Linked DNA regions of Mus musculus: all the other regions are linked to region 2. A link is a contact called in public ChIA-PET, HiChIP or PLAC-seq and promoter capture Hi-C data. All regions are on one chromosome and are shown on one strand. The core of a region is the stretch at or near the end of the contact, and the rest is flanking DNA. Distances in the headings are between cores, read along the strand shown. Region 1 holds the start of Dpp4 (dipeptidylpeptidase 4). Region 2 holds the start of Psmd14 (proteasome (prosome, macropain) 26S subunit, non-ATPase, 14). Region 3 overlaps Dpp4 (dipeptidylpeptidase 4). Region 4 holds the start of Gca (grancalcin). Region 5 holds the start of Fap (fibroblast activation protein).

Region 1 (4,496 bases), core at 1,351-3,850, 700 kb before region 2:
TACAGGGAGATTCTGGAATCATCCCTTCACACCAGTAAGGGAATTTGAAAGCACCTTCTGGAGAAAGCAGCATAGAACGTTGTCACTATCTAAGGACATTCCTAAGTCTAAGCAACAAGTCAAGGCATCCCTTCTAATTTGGGAGTTAAGTCACCACAGCCCTTATATTGTACACAAGGAACAGCAACACTCACTAGAACTCTGGATTTTGGAAACACTGTGCACGGTAATCGGGTGTGCTTCACCACCCTTTGCTTAGTGGTCTGTGAGGCTGTTTCTTCTGCACACAACTTGGAGTGAGAGAGGGATTTGCAAGTCTATGCTATTACACAGTTTCTCCACATCTTGAGTTTAATGAGCCGGTAGATGCAGTCCTTACTATAAAATGGCTGAAGCAACCAGGTCTAATAATAGAGTCATAAAAAGTACCCAGGGTTTAAGAGCATCTTCATCAACTTTTAAAGGAAAGAACCAACTGTATCTTACATGTACGAGTAGTTTGTCTGCATGTCTGTCTGTGCAAAATGTGCATGTCTGGTGCCCCAAGAGGCCTGAAGAGGATACTGTGTCCACTAGGAATGGAGTTATAGATAGTTGTGAACTCCCAAGAACTCAACTCAGGTCCTCCAAAAGAGCAACAAGTGCTCTTAACCCTTGAGCCATGTCTCCAGCCCTGGTCTCACTCGGTAGCCCTGGCTGGCCTGGAACTCACTATGATATTGAATGCACAGACTTGCAACAGTCCTGAGATTAGGTGTATGTGCCACCATGCCTTCCACCAAGGTCTTGGCTATTTGTTATTATAATTAATTATGACAAAACTCGGGGACCTCCTTGACAGTGGTTATGATGACAAATGGCTGCTCTCTTTTTGAATTTCAGCAACTACCTTGCTCCCAGGTTGTAAACGAGGGTAAAGGCACAACCACGAGACCGCAAGTCCATCAGTTTACTAGAGCTACTGTGACTAGTTACCACAAGCTGGGTGGTTAAACAAAAATAGTGATTTGCTCCCTAGTTCTGGAACCTAGGAGTGTGAACTCAAGGCATCCTCCACAAAAGGTTCCTTCTGAGGACTGTGAGAAAAAAAAAATACCTGTGCTCGGCCTCCTTGGCTTGTAAGAGCCCACTTCACCCCTCTGTCTTTTATGCCATTTTTCCCTCTGTGTATGTCTCTGCTTCACCATTTTATAATGATAGGAATCACATTGGGTTCAATAGTCATAACTTAACATCCAGGGGGACCTATCTCCAAATGAGAAGATCTGGGAGTTAGAGCCTTAAATATATATTCTTGTTTAGAAGATTCACTTTAAGAGATATCATCAACTAACTACCCAAATGAGTTCTCTACAACGAACAAAGTTTAACCTAATCATCAAATGATGAAGTTGGCAGACGCAAACACATTGGACTTTAAGATGGAAATGGCATGTGTTTGTGGAAGAGACAAGCCTCACCAGATCCCACTAGGCAAACATGGGCACAGATTCAGAGAACCTGGATTCTGCCGTGCCTTCTCCCACTGTGGTAATGTCTCTCCCTCAACACTTTCAGTGGCTTTATGGAGAGTCCCCTCTAACCAAAGAACAGTGGAAGGTGAAGCATCATTCTTTAGCAAAGGAAGATGACAGCTCCTGTGGGGGAGCTGCTATATCAAAGCCCTGCTCAGGAACTCTCCCTAAGGAACAGAACATTCTGTGTGGGGACAGAAATGATTGGTTAGAGCATCTATGCCAACTCAAGTGGTAGCTAATATATTGACTAGCCGACTCATTAGGGATTTATTTAAAACACCATCAAAAGGCGGGTACAATGAAAACTCGCAAAATGTGCAGAGCGTGGGAAAATAACTGTGTATACAAGGAAGAATTAATCCCAGAGAACAAGATGATCCGTTCTGTAGATGCATCCAATGACCCTTGGTGCAGGCTTCCAGGTTAAGGCCATGGCTGGTGTGGTTATTACTTTTGTTGAGAGCCGGAATGGCTGACAGCAATGGACAGTGATGAGCCTTCTGATACTGTTCGCTATAGGTCTTTTAGACTGCGCTCTTCAGCTCTGGCTCAAGGCTCCACTGAGTCTTGACTCAACTTCTTCAGGTGTAGGAGAGGGAGGTAGAAACAGACACTTGGGATACATAATTAAGAGGACGTGTGTGTGTGTGTGTGTGTGTGTGTGTGTGTGTGTGTGTGTGTGTGTGTGTGCAAGCGCATGTGCATGCGCCTTAGTCTATTTATAAAGAAATATACTTCCTCAAATTGTGGAGACATGAAAGACTAAGGTCCAGTGGCTTCAGTATTAACTCCATAGCATCGTGGCTGAGTGAGTTCATGGAATGACTTGATGTTGTTGTGCATAATCTTCCTCCCTATAAAATAACACAGTAATCGAGTAGAACAATGCTTAAAGTAACTTCCCACTTAAGAAGCGGTAGGGTTACTTTTTTGCGGGGGGAGGGACTCCGGCAAAGCAAGTGAACATTCCCCAGGGAGGATTAATACAGATATCCAACCTGAAGTGTCATTCAAAAGGGAACAATCACCTTTTCTCTTTCTTTGCCAGCCAGATAACATGGGACACCCAACCCCTTCTCTCAGACTGACAGACCTCTCAGGGAAGGGGACAAGAGAACTGGCAGCTAGTTTCTGCAGTGAGCCGTGAATCTGCCAAACTCCATGCCTGCTTGAACCTCAGCTGCCTCGATTATCCACGCAAGGGAGCAACAGTTAAACCTCAATGTGCAATGTCTCTTTTAGCAAAGGGGGTTCGCTGTTCCCCTTATCCCTCACTCATGGGGGCCCTGCGTGCTACTTCCTGGCTCGCCTAGTGGTCCTACCGCGCTGGGTCGGCTGCCCCGCGCTCACACTGTGCACCGAAGCCCGCCTTGCGCTAACTAATGTTTAACTCAGGCCGAAACTTGGCGGCGAGCTCAGGGTGACTGCGTGCAGAGCAGCCGCGCAGGACGTCCGTCTCTGCGCGCAGTGACTTCTGCCTGCGCTCAAGCTTCAGAGTTCAGTTTCAAGGAGCCGCCCGACCATGAAGGTGAGTGCACCCCGCGTCGCACCTCCCTGGACCAGAGGGTCGGGTTGTGGGTGGTGTTTAGACAGATTCTCTCCAAACTGCCCCAGTTTTCCTGGAGGCAACCAGGAGCTGCCATTAGGCGGAAGCCACGGGGCCACCCTCACAGGTGAAGGCACGTCCGTCCCGGGAACTGGCTTAGATCTCTGGCGTGTCCTACTGGGACCCAGGCACTGAGCCTTGGAAGTCGGGGACGGTCACCCGTGGAACGCACGCGGCACTCTCATTTGGCATCAGACGGGTGGGTGGGAGGAGAGAAGCCAACAAGATCATAAGATCATGCTCAGGGCCAAAATTCAAGGGCTTCTGCCTGAGTGAACGCCAAACCCCTCAGGTCTACTAGTGCACCTGCAAACTCCTCTGCCTCTGAAGGGGCCTAAGTCCCAACCCTCTTCGCAGAGAGGAACAAAGACTTCCCCTCTAATTGTTTGCAATCTGACCTGCTTGCAGACACCGTGGAAGGTTCTTCTGGGACTGCTTGGTGTCGCTGCGCTTGTCACCATCATCACCGTGCCAATAGTTCTGCTGAGCAAAGGTAGAACCTTGCAACATCTTAAAAAGAGAGGGTGGTTGGAGACGGGGTCAGGCGGCTCTCAAAGCGAGCTCAGTTTATTGGGGGGCCTTGACCCCTGTGCTGGGTTATGGCTGAAGAGACTGGTAAGTGTCTCTAAATGTATTTGCTGCTTCTGGGGGCTCCAGTGTTTAGGCCTTGAGGCTTCCTCGTTTTGTTGTGTATAACAAATACACACTTCCTGACACTGGGAAAGAGGCGCGGCTTCTTTTTATTAAATTCAACGGAAAGTATCTTAACCTCAAATTGATTTTAGAAGACTGTTGATTGTAGAGCTTCCAAGGAAATAAGGCAGCTTTTGAAGACCCAAAGCATAGCAATGAGGCAATAAGAATGTCTTAAGTGGAGTGGGGAATGAGAAAGAAAAAGAAAAACAGAACAGAACAAACTAAACCAGGAAACCCAGAGATTTCTCCTTCAAGGGTGATGAGACTCTGCCAGTTGGAAGATTCAGTTGGGGAGAAGGAATTATTTGACCATTTTAGAAATACTGCATCACTAAATCGCCACTGTGCCTAACATAGTGACCTAGAATCAGTCAACTTCTTCTGGGTTGTTTCCTTGAAAGTCCCCAGCATGCGTTTTCAGCTTGCCAGAATGTTCCAGTTTAGTCCCGGCTTTTGGTACAAAAAAGAGAGTGGATGCAAGCTAAGGAGAAGATAATCTGGGCCTCCCTCCTCTTCTCTTGGGAATTATGAACTACACATTGTGTGCATTCTATACATTGTGCACATTCTAAATCAGTCATCACCCGAATGAGTCTCTCCGGGTGGAAATGTAGTCAGGTGGTCTTAGTCAGACTTCAAGACAACAACTGAGAATTAGCATATAAAGCTATGAAAAT
Region 2 (4,208 bases), core at 382-2,881:
CAAACAGCAGAAGATTCTCCCCACCTTTTCCTCCCTAGTACTGCGAGTGTTCACATGAGAACTGTATTTCTTTGCTAACATTTAAGGCCTTTTCTATAAATTAGATCTTTACTAGCGCTTTCATATTATTTTTGTTGTTGTTGTTGTTTTTGTGAGACAGGATCTCACTGTATAGCCCTAACTGGCTCAGAACTCGTTTTTGTAGACTAGGCTGGTCTTCAACTCAGAGATCAGCCTGCCTCTGCCTCCTGAATTCTGGCATTAGAAGTGTTTACCACTGTCTTGAAGATTCTATTGCTGTGAAGAGACACTATGACCACAGCACCTCTTGTAGAAAACATTTCATTGGGGCTAGCTTACAGGTTCATTTTCATCATGGTGAGAAGCATGGTGGCATGCAGGTAGACATGGTACCTCAGAGTTTTACATCTTGATCCACAGGCAGCAGAAGACTGTGTGCCACACTTGAGCTTATGACACCTCAAAGCCCACCCCAACAGTGACACACTTCCTCCAGCAAAGCCACACTGCCTAATAGTGCCACTCCCTTATGGGCCTATTGGGGCCAATTACAAACTACCACAGCCATGACGTGGAACTTGGTTGCCATTTTAACTTTTTTTTCACTCCGTGCTAAAGTGGAATTACATGCCTTTAACTTCAACACTTGGTAAACTGAGGCAGGATTATATTAATTTAAGGCCAGCCTGGTGTACATAATTAGTTTTAGACCAAGCAGATATACTGAGTAAGAACCTATCTCCAAATTAATAAGTAAACAAAGCGTTCCCAAATTTCTTAAGACTCTTTTGAAATGCGGGCATCATTCTTTGGCAGACACTGAGTTCGATCGACCCACGGGAAAACTGAGTTCTAATAACCCGCAGCAGCGGTAGTTGATTTCTACTTTACTCAAAAATGGACATGTAACCATTCACAGACCAGTACTCAAGTGGAGCAGTACAAGAAGTAATGGCATAGCAGGAATAACCCAACTTTATTCTAAAAACATTCAGGATTAAAAGCATGCCTCTCTGAAGGTTTTTAAAGCTAGCAGGACAAACGATTAAGCGAACATCCTCGCTCCTTTTCTTCCCTGGACTGGAAGTTTTTCAACACAGGAAGATCTAAAGACGAACACACGTAGATCATAAACAGGGTTCTGCCAGTTGATGGGTTAAAGGTTCCCAAGCTAGAGGGAAGCAGAAACGTTTGCAAGGAGATGACATCCAGCCCTAACCCTGCCGGACACCCGGAGGTGAGGGAAGAAAGGACCAAGGGGTCCGCAATCCCATCAGGCCCCGGACTCCACCGGCAACCTGGCTGGGCAACGTGACTCAGGAAAGCCCAAGGCTTGAAGGCGGCCTAGCGAGGCAGGCTCCCGGACGTCCCAGGCCCGCCTCGGGGCTCGGCTGAGGCCGCCTGAAGAGAGCTCGCGGTCTGCATCCTACCTGGCCTTGTGGCGACGCGGCGGCGAGGGCAGCGCCTCACACTCAACAAGGACCTGGCTCGGAGAACAGGCGATGAATCAGCCCGATTCCATTCAAAAGAGTCGCCCAGGCCTCTGCAGAGAAGTACTTCCGGGTTCCCGGCTTCCTTCGGCTTCCTTTCTTCTACCGCCAATTGGAGTCCGCCGGGGAGTGGAGCCGGCGGGGGGGGGGGGGGGGGGGGCGGAGCCGGCTGGGGGCGGAGGAGCACACAGCGCACGCGCAGGCCGCCTGGTCCCGGTCCCCGCGAGGCGGAAGTCAGGCGAGCTGCTCCGCCCTCCTGGTTTTTTTCACAGTGCCAATCCTGCTTCACTGAGGTCTCCATGCTTTGGGAATTTTGGAGTTATCAGCCTTGTGGAGGCTAGACTTGGCTTGGTTCTGTCCTTCGCCTTTGTGGCCTTCCTCAAAATGTAAAAGGTTGAATTAAGGTTTTCTTGGTCACTTGAAAAGCAAAAATTAAAGGGGTGGGGGATAGGGAGATGGTTAGAAATATACAGGCTCTTTCCGCATACAAGTTTACCTCTTCTTGCCTTCACTGCCTAAAAAAGGGGTTATAGGCCGGGCGGTGGTGGTGCACGCCTTTAATCCCAGCACTTGGGAGGCAGAGGCAGGCGGATTTCTGAGTTCGAGGCCAACCTGGTCTACAAAGTGAGTTCCAGAACAGCCAGGGCTACACAGAGAAACCCTGTGTGTGTGTGGGGGGGGGGGGGGGGGGAACCTCAAGGAAATTTGACGTTTTTCCAGTGTTCCTGCCTCTTATTTTCAGCTGTTTCAATACGTATTGAAAAAAAACTACTTCTCTACATAATTAAACGATAACGGCCTTTTATCTTTGTGTTAGATTTTCAAAACAAAGTTACTCAAATTAACTTTGGCAAGTTTCTATCACATCCTGGGACGCCGTTTAGGTCACTCACCATGTTTATGGATTACTCCCACTTTCTCAAATATGTTAAAATGCATCTTTAAAGCGTTTCTTTTTTTTTTTTTTTTAGATTTATTTATTTATTTATTTATTTATTTATTTATTTATTTATTATATGTAAGTACACTGTAGCTGTCTTCAGACACTCCAGAAGAGGGAGTCAGATCTTGTTATGGATGGTTGTGAGCCGCCATGTGGTTGCTGGAATTTGAACTCCGGACCTTCAGAAGAGCAGTCAGGTGCTCTTACCCACTGAGCCATCTCACCAGCCCTAATTTTTTTTAAAAGCATTCCTGACTCAAAAATCACCATGGAACTACTGAATGGTAGAAGAGAATGGATTACAGAATCATTCCCCTTTAGTAAAACTCAAAAGGAATATGGCTATTACAAGAATATGGTTATGATGGTTTGTATATGCTTGCCCCAGGGAGTGGCACTATTTAAAAAGTGTGGCCCTGTTGGAGTAGGTGTGGCCTTGTTGGTGTAGGTGTGTTACTGTGGGTGTGGGCTTTGACACCCTTATCCTAGCTGCCTGGAAGACAGTATTCTGCTAGCAGCCTTCAGATGAAGATGTAGAATTCTCAACTCTTCCTGTACCATCATGCCTGCCTGGATGCTGCTATGTTGATATCATCAAGATGCTGCCCATCTTGATGATAATGGACCTATAAGCCAGCCCCAATTAAATGTTGTCCTTATAAGAGTTGTCTTGGTCATGGTGTCTGTTCACAGCAGTAAAACCCTAATAAGACAGTGGTTAAGTCTTACTGGGCCTGGAGAGGTGGCTCAGCTACTAATCACTTTCACTTTTGCTGCTCTTCCAGAAGACCCAAGTTCATTTTCCAGCAACCACAGTGGGCGGCAAACTGCTTGTAACTTCATCTCCAGAGGATTCAGTGACCTTTTCTCTCAAGAGCACCGTACCCTCACACACATACATAAACATCCACATTTTAAAACATTATTTGTATTAATTCTCAAAGAATTAATAAACGTTAAACATATTCACTTCCCAGCTCATTCTATAACCCCTCTCTCAAACCTTCCCTCTCTTCGCACCCAACCTGGAACCACTCCTCCCTATCTAGTCTAGTTTGTGTTGCCCAACTAACAACTAACAGGAAATGTGGTTGACCTGCCTGGGGTTACATAATTAAAAGCTGTCTCTTCCTCTCCCTTCCCTTTGCTAGTGGTAGGATCTGGTACCTACCTTCCCACCACTATGCTGGAGTTTTGTCTGGCTTGAGTTTGCTTACTTCTTATGCATGTTGTCACATTACTATGAGTTTATTGTGCATCCGCCCAATGTCTAAAAAACAGTTTCTTTGATCCACCACCTCTGCTTCTGGCAATCTCTCCATCTAATCTTCTGAAAAGAGCCCTGGGCCTTGGAAGAAGGGATGAGATATGATGTATGATTGAAGCTGAACACTCCACATACTCCTATTCCCTGTGCATTGTCTCACGGAGAGTCTCTGTGTTAACTGACATCTACTACAAGAAGTATCTCTGATGAAGGCTAAAATGCGTTCTGATCTATGCTATGATCTAATGGTATTAGAAGTCATTTCAATACTATGTCCATTTAGCAGAATAACAGTATTGAGTTCTTCCTTAAAGCCTATGGCCTATCTAGACACAGTTCTTGGCCCTTTTAACAGTGCCAGGTATTAGTTCTGTGTAATAGAACAGACCTTAGTAATCAGAAAGTGTTGGTTACTCCAATAATATTTATGCCACCATTACATCAGCTGGAATATCTTGTCAGGCCAATTGTTTTTGTAGTTTGCAAG
Region 3 (4,164 bases), core at 1,131-3,630, 680 kb before region 2:
CACTTCCAGTGTTGCTTAGCAACTCTTCACTTGTCCAATACCAATTTCTGGGCTGGCCATTTTATGCTGCTAGGACAAAATATCTAAGGCTGGGTAATTATAAGGGACAGGAAGTTATTTCTCATAGTTCTAGAACCTGGGAAAGCCAAGGTCAAGGAACCAGCTAGCTCAGCATTATGTAAGAGATTGCTTCCCTGATGACATCTTCTATCAGCAGCATCCTCACGTGGTGGTCCATGGTGGGGTACACTCATTGCCCCCACCCATTTCACAAGTTGCTAATCAATCCTGAGAATAGAACCTCCAGTACTTAATCACCTCTCTCCAAGCCTGCACCTCTTAAAACTACTGCAATGAGTTAGATCTGAACAATAGCAAGTTATTCAGTAGTTCCCCAAAGCCAAATGCAATAGGCAAGTCTGTGCTCACAACTAGGCCCTTGGCTTTCAGTGCCACCTGCGACTCCCTTCTTGTGTTTTGTGATTCGGCAGAGATAGGAAGTGGCTGTGTGATCCAGTCTCAGGGGCCATGAAGCCTGTCCGTTAATTGTTACTTCCTCCTTATTGAATATTTTTTCTTTGTCTGCCAAGACTGCTATTTTACAAAAGTGAATTCTGCAGTAACACCTGTTTTATTTCTTTGTACTCTTTGTAGAGACAAGAATTAGTGTGGAATGTTGACTGGTTGCCATATGGCATCCACAAACTACAACCAAATACCTCTTTTTCCTGTTTTTTTCTTAAACAACTTCATGCATTTGTGAGCCTTAAGAAACATATTTCTTTCTAGAAGTATTTCATTAGCTATTTAATTTCCAAAGCAGTTTATCTTTGGAAAGTAGAAATGTTATAAATCAGAGTTTAAGAGTTAAAACATTAATGATGAATGAACATATTTTTTATTGAAAAAATAGTTAACACACATGGTGACATTGGTCAAAATCAAGACTACTCTGGAAGACTGTAGTCTCTCTTATTTTGATTTTGTTATCCTGGGGTTACAATTGATTTATAAGTAATTCTGACCTTGAAGCTAGGATTCATTATACCATAGCCTTTGGTGAGACTTCATTACTAGGCTGAACCATTTTGAATGCTGCTCTTCTGATGTTTATGATTGACAAATGTCATTTTTACATGGCTCATCTTAGTTCTTTAAGCCAAGGAAATAAAGCAGAATACAGCTAATGTCTTCCCTAAGATTCTAAATTCAAGAGATTGCATTTGTTTATGAGCTGATGGGTACCACATGATCAACTGCTTTCCTTGGCTGGCACAAGGCTTTAAATCAATAAGTCAAGTGAACGGCGTGTCCCGGGTCGCACCACGAAAACCATAGCAGCAGCCAAGGACCTGCATCTGTTGCTGCAGCAGTGCCCTGTCAAGGAGCAAGAAGACGAGGAAGGAGAAACAGGAACATGAGCACGTCCTGTAAGAGTCGGAAGGGTGTACCTTGCCAGCAAACTGTGAAGCTGATAAAGGTCAAAACCTGGACTTGGCACTCGAATCTCACAGAACTCGCTTATCTAGATGTTTCCAAACTGTCTTCCAATGTGTCCTGCTCATCAAACGGCAAGATAAAAAACAAAACTAAAAAAAAAAAAAAAAAACCCAAAAACCAACCCACAGGGAGTAGTTGTTGTTCGACTTGCTCTAGTGTGGCCAGACTCTGGGACTGTTTGTGAACAGATAAAAAGTGGTTTGCATTCAGCTTCCTGAGCACCTAAGTGAACCTTACACAAGGCAGGGCTGGTGTAGGCCCTGCGGGTGTATACGCGCCGTGAGTCATCTTCCTTGATCTGCGTGTAGATCCCCAAGAATGTCATAAGCTGAAGGGAACCAGAGTGAGGCACAGATGAGGAGCTTAGAAAAGCTATGTGCTGATGTGAGAACAGGCTGAGCAGTGCCAGAGGGGTGCTAAGAGGGGCGCAGGAAGGGAATAATGGCCCACTGGATACTAGGTAATCCCAAGGAATCTGGACTCGATTATTAATTTTAATTAATTATCAATTAAAATTATCAGCTCCAAACTGTCTCTGTAACTCCTTCCATGGGTGTTTTGTTCCCAGTTCTAAAAAGGGGCAAAGTGTTTGTTAGGCTATGCTGGTGCCTGGCAAACACAGAAGTGGATGCTCACAGTCAGCTATTGGATTAAACAACGTCTGTGAGCTAACAAGGAGAATGTAGCAGTTTTATCTATGGAAGGAGAAGGTTCAAAAGTCGGATATTATCAGGTTAGCTCAAAAGGAACTACTGTTAAAAACTTCGTTGGAAAGGACAGTTTCTATAAGAGAATTACTTTCCCATGGGCTTTGAAAAGAGTAACACAAAGGGCAGCTTTTACTGGCCTGCTTGTGATGTGGCAGGTGCTGTGGTTAGGTGTTTCCATGCACATGAAAATGTTTGAGAGTGTGGAGAAAGATGTTAGGCTCTTTGTGATTTGTCTCTGGAGTGAAGTGAATGAATAACTTTACTTTGTGTAAAGGAATTTTTTTTTGTAATACTTATGTGATAACATCTTACATTAAGTAATAAAACCTCACAAGAGACAGCTATATCAGGGTCCTTTCAGAAAAATCTTGCTGGCGTATGCAATGGTGTCAGCATTTGGAGGCTGATTATGGGATGGATATCCGGGTGTGGCAGTCTCTAGATGGTCCATCCTTTTGTCTCAGCTCCAAACTTTGTCTCTGTAACTCCTTCCATGGGTGTTTTGTTTCCAATTCTAAGAAGGGGCAAAGTGTTTGTTAGGCTATGCTGGTGCCTGGCAAACACAGAAGTGGATGCTCACAGTCAGCTATTGGATGGAACACAGGGCCCCCAATGGAGGAGCTAGAGAAAGTACCCAAGGAGCTAAAGGGGTCTGCAACCCTATTGGTGGAACAACAATATGAACTAACCAGTACCCCGGAGCTCATGTCTCTAGCTGCATATGTATCAGAAGATGGCCTAGTCGGCCATCACTGGGAAGAGAGGCCCCTTGGTCTTGCAAACTTTATGTGCCCCAATACAGGGGAATGCCAGGGCCAAAAAGTGGGAGTGGGTGGGTAGGGGAGTGGGGGGGAGTATGGGGGGCTTTTGGGATAGCATTGGAAATGTAAATGAGGAAAATACCTAATAAAAAAATAAAAATAGAATGAAGATACCAAAAAAAAGTAATAAAACCTCTGCCTCTGCCTGTGAGTGTGTGTGTGTGTGTGTGTGTGTGTGTGTGTGTGTGTGTGTGTGTCCATCATATTATCTCACTGGGCAAGTCCTGTTGTTTAAAAAGCACATGGCCTGGCTGTGAAGCCTGCACAGTGAACACAGAGGCTCTTCTCACTGCGAAGATGGTTCCCTTTACAGAGACGCTTCCCTTGTGAAGGCTAAGAGTGGCATTCATGGCTATGTGTATATGAACACATATCTAGAAGGCAGGTTCCATCAGTTTAGCTAAACAACAATAGTATGTTTATCCAGTGGGGTCTGAGACCACCTCAGGTATGAGATTTTACCAGTTTATAGTATCAGACATGAATTCCCTTGTGTGGAGTGGGTCTTGAATCAGACAGAATTTAGTTACCCTCCTTAATAAGTAACTCTGCCATGGTGCTGAACTCAGGGACTTCTACCAGCTCAAATGCTAATAAGGAATTTTTTGAGTCTTCAGCCTTAAACACAATATCCATGCCATCCTTTGAAGGCCTAGGAAGCATTTCGAAGAGCCAGAAGATAGGGAGATGGGTTGCATAATACAGCGACACAGCTATTTCAAGCTTGAACTCACAGTAGAAAAGCTGCCTACACAAGTCTGGCTCTGCCAACAGTCAGTTCATGGATGAGAAAGGAACTCATGGGGCCCTACCCATGCTGGCTACCGGTGGATTCTGAGAGAGGGGATTCATATTGAGCTGTGCATCTGCTGGTTTACCCACCAGCCCGCAGTACAGAGTTTCATATTCATGCTCACTTAGATGGCTCTCATTAAGTGCAGTGGCTCACAAAACAAAGACGTGAACTTGGAATGAGGACTCGTAGGGAAGAGTAGGAATTGACAGGGGTGAGTGCACTGTATACATATATAAAATTTTTAAGGAATAAATTTAATTAAAAATAGCTCTCAACACAAGTCGTAAACTGATATGAGGAGCAAATTAGGGAGGGCAGAATGGAAGCCATCATGAAA
Region 4 (4,607 bases), core at 656-3,155, 950 kb before region 2:
ATTAAGAAACCTTAATTTTAGAGGATTTTAGAGGAAGTGGTCTAGTATTTTTTCTTGAAGAAACATAGTTTTCCAAAATGAAATTATATAAAAATTGTAACGATTTGGATCCCTTAAATTTCTGTGTATTTAATGCTTAAAATTTACAAAAAACACAGATGTTCCTCTCACATTTATACTTCAATATGCATATGTTTATTTTGTTTTCTTTCTTATGACCAAAATGAGAAAGAAAATTCCTTTAGGTCAAGATACAATTTTATTAGTACAGAAATAATAATATACAAAAGTATACAACTTGAGGATTCTTATTTTATTTTAGCCTTTGTACATTTGGGGGACAAGATTTTGTACTGTGCCTCAGGAGAGCCTAGACCCCATTGCAGACACAGGCTGGCCTTGAAACTCTCAACAATTCTGCCTTGGCCTACCGTGCTCAGCTGGTTCTAGCTGGGTTTGGCCCTTGTAAACTAATTTATACAAGGTCTCTGGGAGCTCAGATTAGCCTCAAGCTGAGAATGACCTTGAACTCTTGTAGTTCCTGCCCCCACCTCTCAAGGGCTGGGACTTCAGGCCAGGCTAACATGCCCAATTTATGTGGTTCTGAGGATCCAACCCAGGGGAAACACTCTACCAACTAAGCTACATCCTCAGCTATCTCTGATAAATAATCATTAAACAAATGAAAATTTATTGGAAATGCATCCCGTGAAATATATACTTTATTAGACAAAGGTGTATCTCCTAGCAAAAACTACTTTCTATTTTTTTTTAATATAACAACTAAATATAACAAGTATTAAAAGGTGGACTGATAACATTACCTTAAGGACGTTCTCAGTCCATTTAAATGACTAATGAGGAGTATATATTTGAAAGTGCACAATGCTAGCTGGAATTCAAGCAAGTAACTACAAGCAAACCAGTTTCAGTAAAGTGTGTATTGAAGCTGAAGGCCTAGAACTGAAAAATTACTTTTTAAGCTAATCACTTACTCCCAAGGGTAGGGATTATTTTTTGAAGCCCATAATCACATGTCAATGTCTACACCTATCTGTAACAAAACACTAATGTCTCTTTTTAGGGAACAACAAATAGCAACAGGCCTAGGAAATCTGCTCTCTTCTGCCAGCACTGCAGTGACCACTGCCCAGCCACACTACATAGCCGGCCTCACTGGGCAGAACATTGATGAGGGGAGTGAAAGTTTAGCTTCTTTCGAAAGAGGAAGGGTCTACCCACAGGTTGCAATAATGACTTGAAACTCTCAGAGGTACTGAGGATTAAGGTTACAGAAGAGGGAACAGCCGAACCCCTCCAAAAGCAAAGTCTAGAAAATCCGGTCGCGCTTGGTACTATAGAAAAAGAAAAGTTTAGGAGGCACTGAACGTACATCTCAATTTTTTTTTTCATAAGCAACTTAAAAGACAAGATATGGTGGTAAAAAGATAACTAGAAAAACTACTTAAGTTGGGGATAAATCACAAAAGGTAAATGGAACAAGACATGGTCTTTTGCTCCTCCACTCTATAAACAAAATCTAGAAAGCACAAACACTTCACACCACCGCCTGGACAAGGACGTTTCTTGAGGCTCTGGACCAGACTCCAGCTCGCGGTTCTCCCCTGGGCGCAGGGCCCCGCCCAGCCCTAGCTTCTAGCACCTTACGGTGTCCCGGCGTCGCCTGGTACCAGAGGTCACTGCCAGGGCCACAGGGTGAACTCCGCATGGTGATGCGGCCCGCGGGGTCGCCACAGCTCGCGAGGACTTACCGCCCCTCCGTATCCCGGGTAGGCCATGACCAGGCGATCGAAAGTAACGCGTCACCAGTAAGTCAGCGTCAGCGCGGCTTAGAGCGGGGAAAGCGCAAGTGCGTGCGACAGGTGCGGAAGGTCCGAGCGCAGTGCCGCGCACCTCCGCTCCGGTGAGCCGGCTCTGCCTGGAGTCCCGCCCCCGACCACAGGCCCACCCCTGCCAGAGCAAGCCCCGCCCATCTCACCTGTGATTGGCTGCAGCCTGTCTCCTGGATTCCAGTCCATCTCTCTTACTGGTTCTTTCGAGTTCTTACCAGAAGCCTCCTCCACAGTTATTTCCCCACCCTCCAAGGAGAGCTTCTCCAGGCCATCAACTCCTAGAGTTACTTTTCTCAGTAGAAACCCCAAACCCACCAGGTGATGACTTCTTGTAGCCTATCCGTATTTCCTTTGGACCAGATAATTGTAACTTTGTAGTTACTCACGGTTCTGTGTCGTGTGGATGCAGGATCAGAGTTTCAAAACCATGACCACCATAGCTATTGCCTGCCACACTTGATACCTAATGTGAGAAAGGCTATTTGTAGTTTTATAGATAAATGGTGGCCACAGTTGCCAAAAATAGCAAATAAAAATACAGGATATCTATTGAATTTGATTTTTGAAGAGATTTTTAAAATCTGTATGTCCCAAATACTGAACAAAAAATACATCTGCTTTTTAGAATATTGTTTACATTGCTTACATGGTGTCCTCCATAGTATTTAGTAACTTTACCAGTGATTCAACTTTTGAGAAAACTATTAATACATGATTATATCTGATTATAAACATCAAGAGAACATCTTGGTTTTTATCATTTTGCAAAAAGGAAGGACAAGCCTGCTTTTCTCTGAAATTCCTGAATTTTGTTTCTCCAAGTCTAGAATTCAGAAGAAGAGGGAAGCTTTGGAATTAACTTATAAACAAAAGGGATACCATTTTGATTTCTTTATGAAAAAGAAAAGAGCTAATATTAAAAACTAAGCCCATCAACAACTGTTAAGTATTGACAGAGGAAATCAGCCTTGCAGCCCTGAGTAATTTAACAATCGCTCTGCTGTACTACAGCCGGAAGAACGTGTTGAACCTTGTGAAACAATTTTATCAGAAGAGGCAGAAAGATGCAAGTTGCTAGTATCCACCCTACTATTGAGAAAGTGGCAGTTTCTGCAGCAGTAGCTATTTCTTTAGCTAATATTGGGATCTATTCAAAGAGAAGTAGAATAAAAACCTGCTTGATAAAATAAATGAGAGTGTGACTCAGTAGGTAGCAGGTGATTCTCTTAGCAGAAGAAATCCATGCAAAGCTGTATTCTAATTGACAAACTGCATATGCAAAGTGCTTAGGAAGTGTTGTCTGTAATTGCGACACTAATCCAAATTTAAGATTAGAATTTTTCTGTACTTTCTTTTTATCAAAACAGGTTCTCTGAAGCATTGCCTTTCTGTACCCTGGGAATCAGATCTCCATAGATTCATTTCATGTCTACATGTCCACTTTCGAAGATGGTATTTTCCCTCCAGAACAAACTTTGTACTCCTTTGCTAACAGCTCTTTTAAAGAAACTAAACTTACCTAAACACAGGCTTCCTTCAGTTTGATAGCAAACCCAGTGCTTACGTAATTGAGTGCTCTCAGGGACTCTCCCACTGGCCCAAGGGAGCTTTGCCCAGGCCTCTATTGTACTTTCAGTAATGAAGCCCTTTGTTTCTGACCCAAGAATCCATGCCTCTGCCAACTTGTATGAAAACTGGCAAGCTTGTTGTTAGCTTGCAAGTAGGACAAAATACCAAATACTGACAATGTATCTTCCTTGGAGAAAAGGAGGTAGAGGTAGATACCGAAAGGATTTTCAAATCCACAGCCTATGGCAGGCTTTCTAAATCCAAAATTTAAAGTACAAATTTTGCAGTATTATAAACTGTGTTTTGAAAAATTCACTTTAGCCCACAGATGTTTTTAAATAGTAATAACTTGTCTTTATGATTCAGTTAGCATTGAATAGGCAATAGTATCTTATGAAGACTATTTCATATTATTATGGAATACTCCATATTAATGTGGAATAACATGTATAATATTATGAAAACTATTCCATATTGTTTGGTAACTTTACTAAGTATACATATGCACTAAATATACATATGTGTGCATGTATGTGCCTTAAATCATAAGCTGTTCATTATTCAGCAACATGGCTTTCTGTGTTGACTGAACACCAGGTAACAGACACTGTAAGTTGTAAAGTGTTATTCTTCAATACAGGACTGCATCAGGCATGTGCTGTCATTTTTCTTACTAGAGTGAAAAGTAAGGTTGTTTGTTATTTCAAATAACCACAGCTGCACAGCTGGTATCAGAGATGAAGGCAGAATTCACACAGTTTGCTTGTATATGGTCTCAATTTTTCCTTCCCTCTCCACCTCCAACTATAAAATTTCAAAATATTATAAGAATTATTTACATTGCTAAAAATAAAATATTTAAAGAATATAAAGAATGACAGTAGGTAAATTAACTAGGCAAACAGAAGAGAAAGCATCTTGCTTTGACCAAGAAAAATCAGTCCCCAAATAATAATGTAACCATTTCTCTAATACAGGAGACATATTTTCTGGTGGCGATGAAGTTTATATGATTACAACAACCTGATTGAGCCTGTAATCCCAACCCCAGTGAGATAGAGATAGAATGATTCCCAGGGCTGCTTGGTGGGCTAGCCAAGTATAGTAAGCAAGCTCCAGGCCAGTGTTAAACTCTGCTTCAAAATAAAAGGAGACACAGACTGAGAAAGAACACCTAGGTTGTCC
Region 5 (4,151 bases), core at 67-2,566, 860 kb before region 2:
GGGATTCATCCGGGAGCTGCAGTGGGCTTTGAATACTCTTCTCTGCCAATGCATACTAGTGACTCACTCTGCTCACCAGAACTTTCCTAAGGCTAGAATTCAGGGACAGCTGTCTGGAGAATGGCAGGGAGGAAGTTCACAAGCCACTGTGCTGGTTTGTGGTGGAGAAAGTTTCCTGTGGCAGCCAGACCAGTCAACTAAAGCAAACAGCAACACAGAACAGTGATGTTTTCTCGTTATTTTTCATGCACAGTTTGTGAAAGATCAGCATGAAACTTAGCATAGTCAGGCAAAAGATATTACAAACTTCTTGAGAAAGCCAGCAATGGAAAAACTGGAGACACCATATTCTAGCAACAGTATCCATGTGGAAACCAGGAATCTGCCCTAGGAAATTGCTCTGGACCACAGAGAAGGTTTAAAAAAAAATTGTGTCTGTGTGTGTGTGTGTGTGTGTGTGTGTGTTGTGAATTCAGTCATTTTACTGATCTGCCAAGATGACCGATCACTTTGAAATATGTGGACTTAGCCAAAATGAAGTACACATGACTTCTCTTTTCACTTGCCTTTTTAAAATTTATTTTAAGGTCTTTATAATTACTAAATGTTCTCCTTTCTCAGAAGATATTCTGAGAGCAAAGCAAAAATATCACTCTTGTAAAGCCATTTCCATTCTTCCAAAGGTCTGCTGGCAAATTATTCCCGCTGATCTTTCCATCTTTCTAGCCTGTGCAAACACACCTAACCCATACTACATTTCAACAGATGGCGCTTCATTTCTTTAAAGGAAAGCAGCCGTGGGTTTAGACAGTTGAATTTTTAAACTTCTGTATTTACTGAAAGTGCATATGGTGCTATACGGACAAAGAAATTGTGCTGAAAGAAAAACATTTGTGCCTGCAGCACCTCATAGGCTCCCGGGAGAAGAGTGTGCAGTCACACCGTGTACCTCTCACAAAGCCGGATTTGGCTCCACTGTTCTTCCCTTCCCCAAACATTTGATATGTACAATGCACCCTCAAAAAGTTTCTCCATTTGAAATCCTTCCTCTCAGCTGCAAACAAGAGGAGTGTAGAAAAGATTGTTACTAAAGTGACTCGAGTGATTTTTGAGGAGAATATGAAATATAAACCTGAACAACAACAAAAAGGTGAAATAAAACGGCCTCTGTATGACAACTTAAGCAGATGTTGGTGTAAATTTACAAGGATGAGAGAGCTCTAGAGCCTCCCTCCAGCCACTCATAGTTCACTTAAAGGCCAAGAACGCCCCCAAAATCTGTTTCTAATTTTACAGAAATCTTTCGAAATTTGGCACGGTAGTCAAAAGTCCGTGGGAAAGGGAGGAGGGGAGCGGGAAGCAACTCATGTCCTGACTTCAGCTTCCAAGTGGAAGACAGACTTGCTTCTTTTCAACAGTTTTCACAGATGCGGTGACCCACGCTGTGCAGTGAGAATCAGCTAACTTGCAAAAACATCTGGAAAAATGAAGGTTAGTGCGTGCCGTCTCGGGGACGACCGCAGAGTAGAGGCTGCCTGGGCTGAGTATGGTCAGAGTTTTCTATTCTTTAGAGAAGGTGGGGATTTGTGTGTTGAGTATCACTTCCCGGTGTGTGTTAGGATTAGAAAATGGCTCTAAATATACTGTAGAAACATTTGTCTTAGCAGAACTGGAAAGGCTCCAGCAATCACCGCCAGACCAGTGGAACACAATCAAAAGCTCTGTGGGGAAGGAGAAGTAGGATCTAGGGTTAGACAAAATCTTGCCATTTCTCAGGAGGAACTAAGCCCAAACCGAATTTTCTTCTATGTAGACATGGCTGAAAACTGTCTTTGGAGTTACCACCCTGGCTGCGCTTGCTTTAGTGGTGATATGCATTGTCTTACGTCCCTCAAGAGGTAAGAAATTTTCTGATTCACTCCATCTGCCTAGCGTAGCCTGGAAAATGTACCAACGTGTGAACTCAAATGGGTGAACATTTCCTAAGTGCCTATTTTCCAAAGTAAGCCTGTTATTTCTAAGAAGACGTATAAGTTCACAGTTATGTTGTGTGTAAGACCAGAAATACTGGCGATGTAAGGGTAGGAAGAGCTTTACAGTGTTATTTCAGCAACAGAAAAACCTGAGAGCTATTCTGTACCCCTCCCACCACCCCCCCAAAATACACGCAGAAGACAAGCTTTGATAGGCCTCTCAAGACTGTATTTTTAACTAGCATTGTTTTCTATTACTAGATTTGCCTGGTAGCAAGAAAAAAAATAATGAGTAAGAATAGAAACGTTAAAAAAAGAACCTATGGAGGCTTTGAAATCACTAAATAGTGCTTCCAAAAAATTTAAGGAAGATGTTCAGAATAGAAATCTCAGGAATAGCCATATAGGAAAAGTAAAACTCTTGTTCTATATATAGTAGCAATTAGTCATTCAATTAAGAGGCTTGTTACAGTTACGCAAACATTATCAAGGTAAATTGGTTGGGGTGTTTGTTTGTTTGTTTGTTTGTTTTTTATTTTTACAGAAAGGCTTAGGCTGGCAACAATGTCACTTGACTGAGACCTAGAAGATGTTATGCACTGATTTTGAAACTAGTTTTAATTTTAATATTATCCATTGGTAATAAACTATGCCCCTATTATTCCAAACCTTCTTATGAACAGCAATGTATGCTTCTAAAGCAGAGATGTAATGTAACAGTGACAGAGACTGTACTATAGGATCTGGGAAGAACAAATGCTCCGAGTTGATCAGAACCAGGGAACGTCTGTGGTTAAAGTGAACGGACTCTGAACAAGGGTTAGTGGTCCAGCCTGAACCAGCAAACACGTCAGTCCTGAATTCTCTGTTGCTTTTTAAAATTGAAACATGTACAACGTACAAAAGCTTGAAGAGTTCAAAAATGTCCACATCCTTTCACAGAATTGCAATGTGCAGGATAACCTGATGAAGGCAGTCTCCTTGGAGCTGCACTTTTAATTTTTAGCTTGCATCTTCATGTCCTAAAGCACAAGATTTCCCCTGGGCCATCAAGGTGTATCCTCCTATTGTCATTTTATTAAGCTAGACTCTCACCTCAATTCTTAGAGGACACACTGCCTCCAACCAGGAGCTTCTGAGTGCCTGGCCAGGTCTCTGACCCCTTTAATCCAGTCTAGTAGAAATCAGCCTCTGGCTTTTGCATACACTTACCAGAGCTTGAGATGGATATTCTGCTCCCTCAAAAATTAACAGTTTTTGGAAGCAAAAGTACATGAATTTTGTTGAGACAGACTTTTCTGTCCACAAGTGTTGCCCTTTGGACTTTGAAGAATATTCCCAATGAGAAGCATATTTATCCATTGCAAATAGCATATAAGGATAGATATTTGGGTCTATACTTACATTTATAGATATAGACATTTGTGTAATTACATATAATCCCAATCTTTATCTTCTTTCCAAGTTTTTTTATGAATAGCATACTCAAAAATATGTTATAAACTATATATAACATAAAAGTCCTGTGTTTTTTTATAACATAGATTTCTATTTTCAATGGAAAAGATAATTCTCTAAGTAATTTCCTGTTATTGTGAAATAATCAAATTAACCTCAAGATGAATTATTTTGCATTCATTTACTTCTTCTGCAGAAGTAAACAATGCTTAGGCCTGCTGTCTGGACTGTAAAGTCACTGCCTCTTCATTATTACGGACACCTCAGCATGTCACCTGAGCAGCATTGTCTTCTTGTGCCCATACCTTCACCATGTCCAGGCTGGGGACCAGGCCCAACTTTACTCACATTTCTTCCATGGGAAGGAATGAAGTAAAAAGTATGAAAAAGTAAAGACTTCCCATGGGAAGTCAAGGAAAAGTAGCAATGGAACAGAAAGGAGAAGAAAAAGCTAGGTAGGCCCCTATACCACTTCGTCAGAAATGTCACCACTGTACGTTTGTCTCCTGTGCCCTTGGGTTGCTAGTCCAGGAGCTACTTGACAAGGTAACAGAAGTCAAGAAATATCCATCTATTCCATTATTTATAAACTAAATGTACTGGGTTCCCCAAAATACCTCCTATCACTTGCTGTTGCTGAAGTTACAAAGTTCAGTAGTCTCAATTTCCCTCAGACAGGCAAACAAGGAATAATTTGTCATTCTACACACCCTAAAACAC

What was found. Promoter capture Hi-C pulls out the DNA fragments that hold promoters and counts their contacts. ChIA-PET counts read pairs in DNA pulled down with a chosen protein or histone mark. HiChIP or PLAC-seq counts read pairs in DNA pulled down with a chosen protein or histone mark.
Region 1: a contact with region 2 is called in a promoter capture Hi-C map of pre-B cells. The contact joins the promoter of Dpp4 here to the promoter of Psmd14 in region 2. A contact is called at or near these places in 16 of 39 promoter capture datasets (the C10 cell line, the HPC-7 cell line, cranial neural crest and 9 more), 11 of 115 datasets of contacts at active chromatin or transcription factors (the 230-238 cell line, T-cell acute lymphoblastic leukemia, bone marrow-derived dendritic cells and 5 more) and 2 of 9 other capture datasets (embryonic stem cells and liver).
Region 3: an RNA polymerase II ChIA-PET map of memory CD8 T cells shows a contact between it and region 2, with 35 read pairs. The contact joins the enhancer-like site here to the promoter of Psmd14 in region 2. A contact is called at or near these places in 3 of 39 promoter capture datasets (the C10 cell line, hippocampal neurons and pre-B cells), 6 of 115 datasets of contacts at active chromatin or transcription factors (the 230-238 cell line, bone marrow-derived macrophages, large pre-B cells and 3 more) and 2 of 9 other capture datasets (liver and pancreatic islet).
Region 4: a promoter capture Hi-C map of pre-B cells shows a contact between it and region 2. The contact joins the promoter of Gca here to the promoter of Psmd14 in region 2. A contact is called at or near these places in 5 of 39 promoter capture datasets (embryonic stem cells, erythroid cells, liver and 2 more), 3 of 115 datasets of contacts at active chromatin or transcription factors (astrocytes, embryonic stem cells and large pre-B cells) and 2 of 9 other capture datasets (adipose tissue and embryonic stem cells).
Region 5: an H3K4me3 HiChIP or PLAC-seq map of pro-B cells shows a contact between it and region 2, with 6 times the contacts expected there. The contact joins the promoter of Fap here to the promoter of Psmd14 in region 2. A contact is called at or near these places in 9 of 39 promoter capture datasets (the C10 cell line, the HPC-7 cell line, cranial neural crest and 5 more), 1 of 115 datasets of contacts at active chromatin or transcription factors (pro-B cells) and 1 of 9 other capture datasets (macrophages).

The regions. Positions count from the first base shown.
Region 1 is chr2:62,410,335-62,414,830 of GRCm38.p6, reverse strand. It overlaps Dpp4 (dipeptidylpeptidase 4), which reads left to right and starts at 2,600. Exons shown (of 26, transcript NM_010074.3): 1 at 2,600-3,045; 2 at 3,532-3,616. The coding sequence starts at 3,040.
Region 2 is chr2:61,709,117-61,713,324 of GRCm38.p6, reverse strand. Psmd14 (proteasome (prosome, macropain) 26S subunit, non-ATPase, 14) reads right to left here and starts at 1,631. Exons shown (of 12, transcript NM_021526.2): 1 at 1,452-1,631.
Region 3 is chr2:62,388,632-62,392,795 of GRCm38.p6, reverse strand. All of the region lies in intron 2 of Dpp4 (dipeptidylpeptidase 4), which reads left to right. Among named protein-coding and RNA genes, the nearest start is that of Dpp4, 22 kb to the left of the region's middle. Within about 2 kb of position 2,380, at least 108 of the 459 cell types and tissues checked have an H3K27ac peak or open chromatin away from gene starts, as enhancers often do. A contact at or near this core is called in the 230-238 cell line, liver, memory CD8 T cells and 3 more, where this site is marked.
Region 4 is chr2:62,661,625-62,666,231 of GRCm38.p6, reverse strand. It overlaps Gca (grancalcin), which reads right to left and starts at 1,905. Exons shown (of 8, transcript NM_145523.3): 1 at 1,773-1,905. The coding sequence starts at 1,799.
Region 5 is chr2:62,571,186-62,575,336 of GRCm38.p6, reverse strand. It overlaps Fap (fibroblast activation protein), which reads left to right and starts at 1,316. Exons shown (of 26, transcript NM_007986.3): 1 at 1,316-1,491; 2 at 1,814-1,898. The coding sequence starts at 1,486.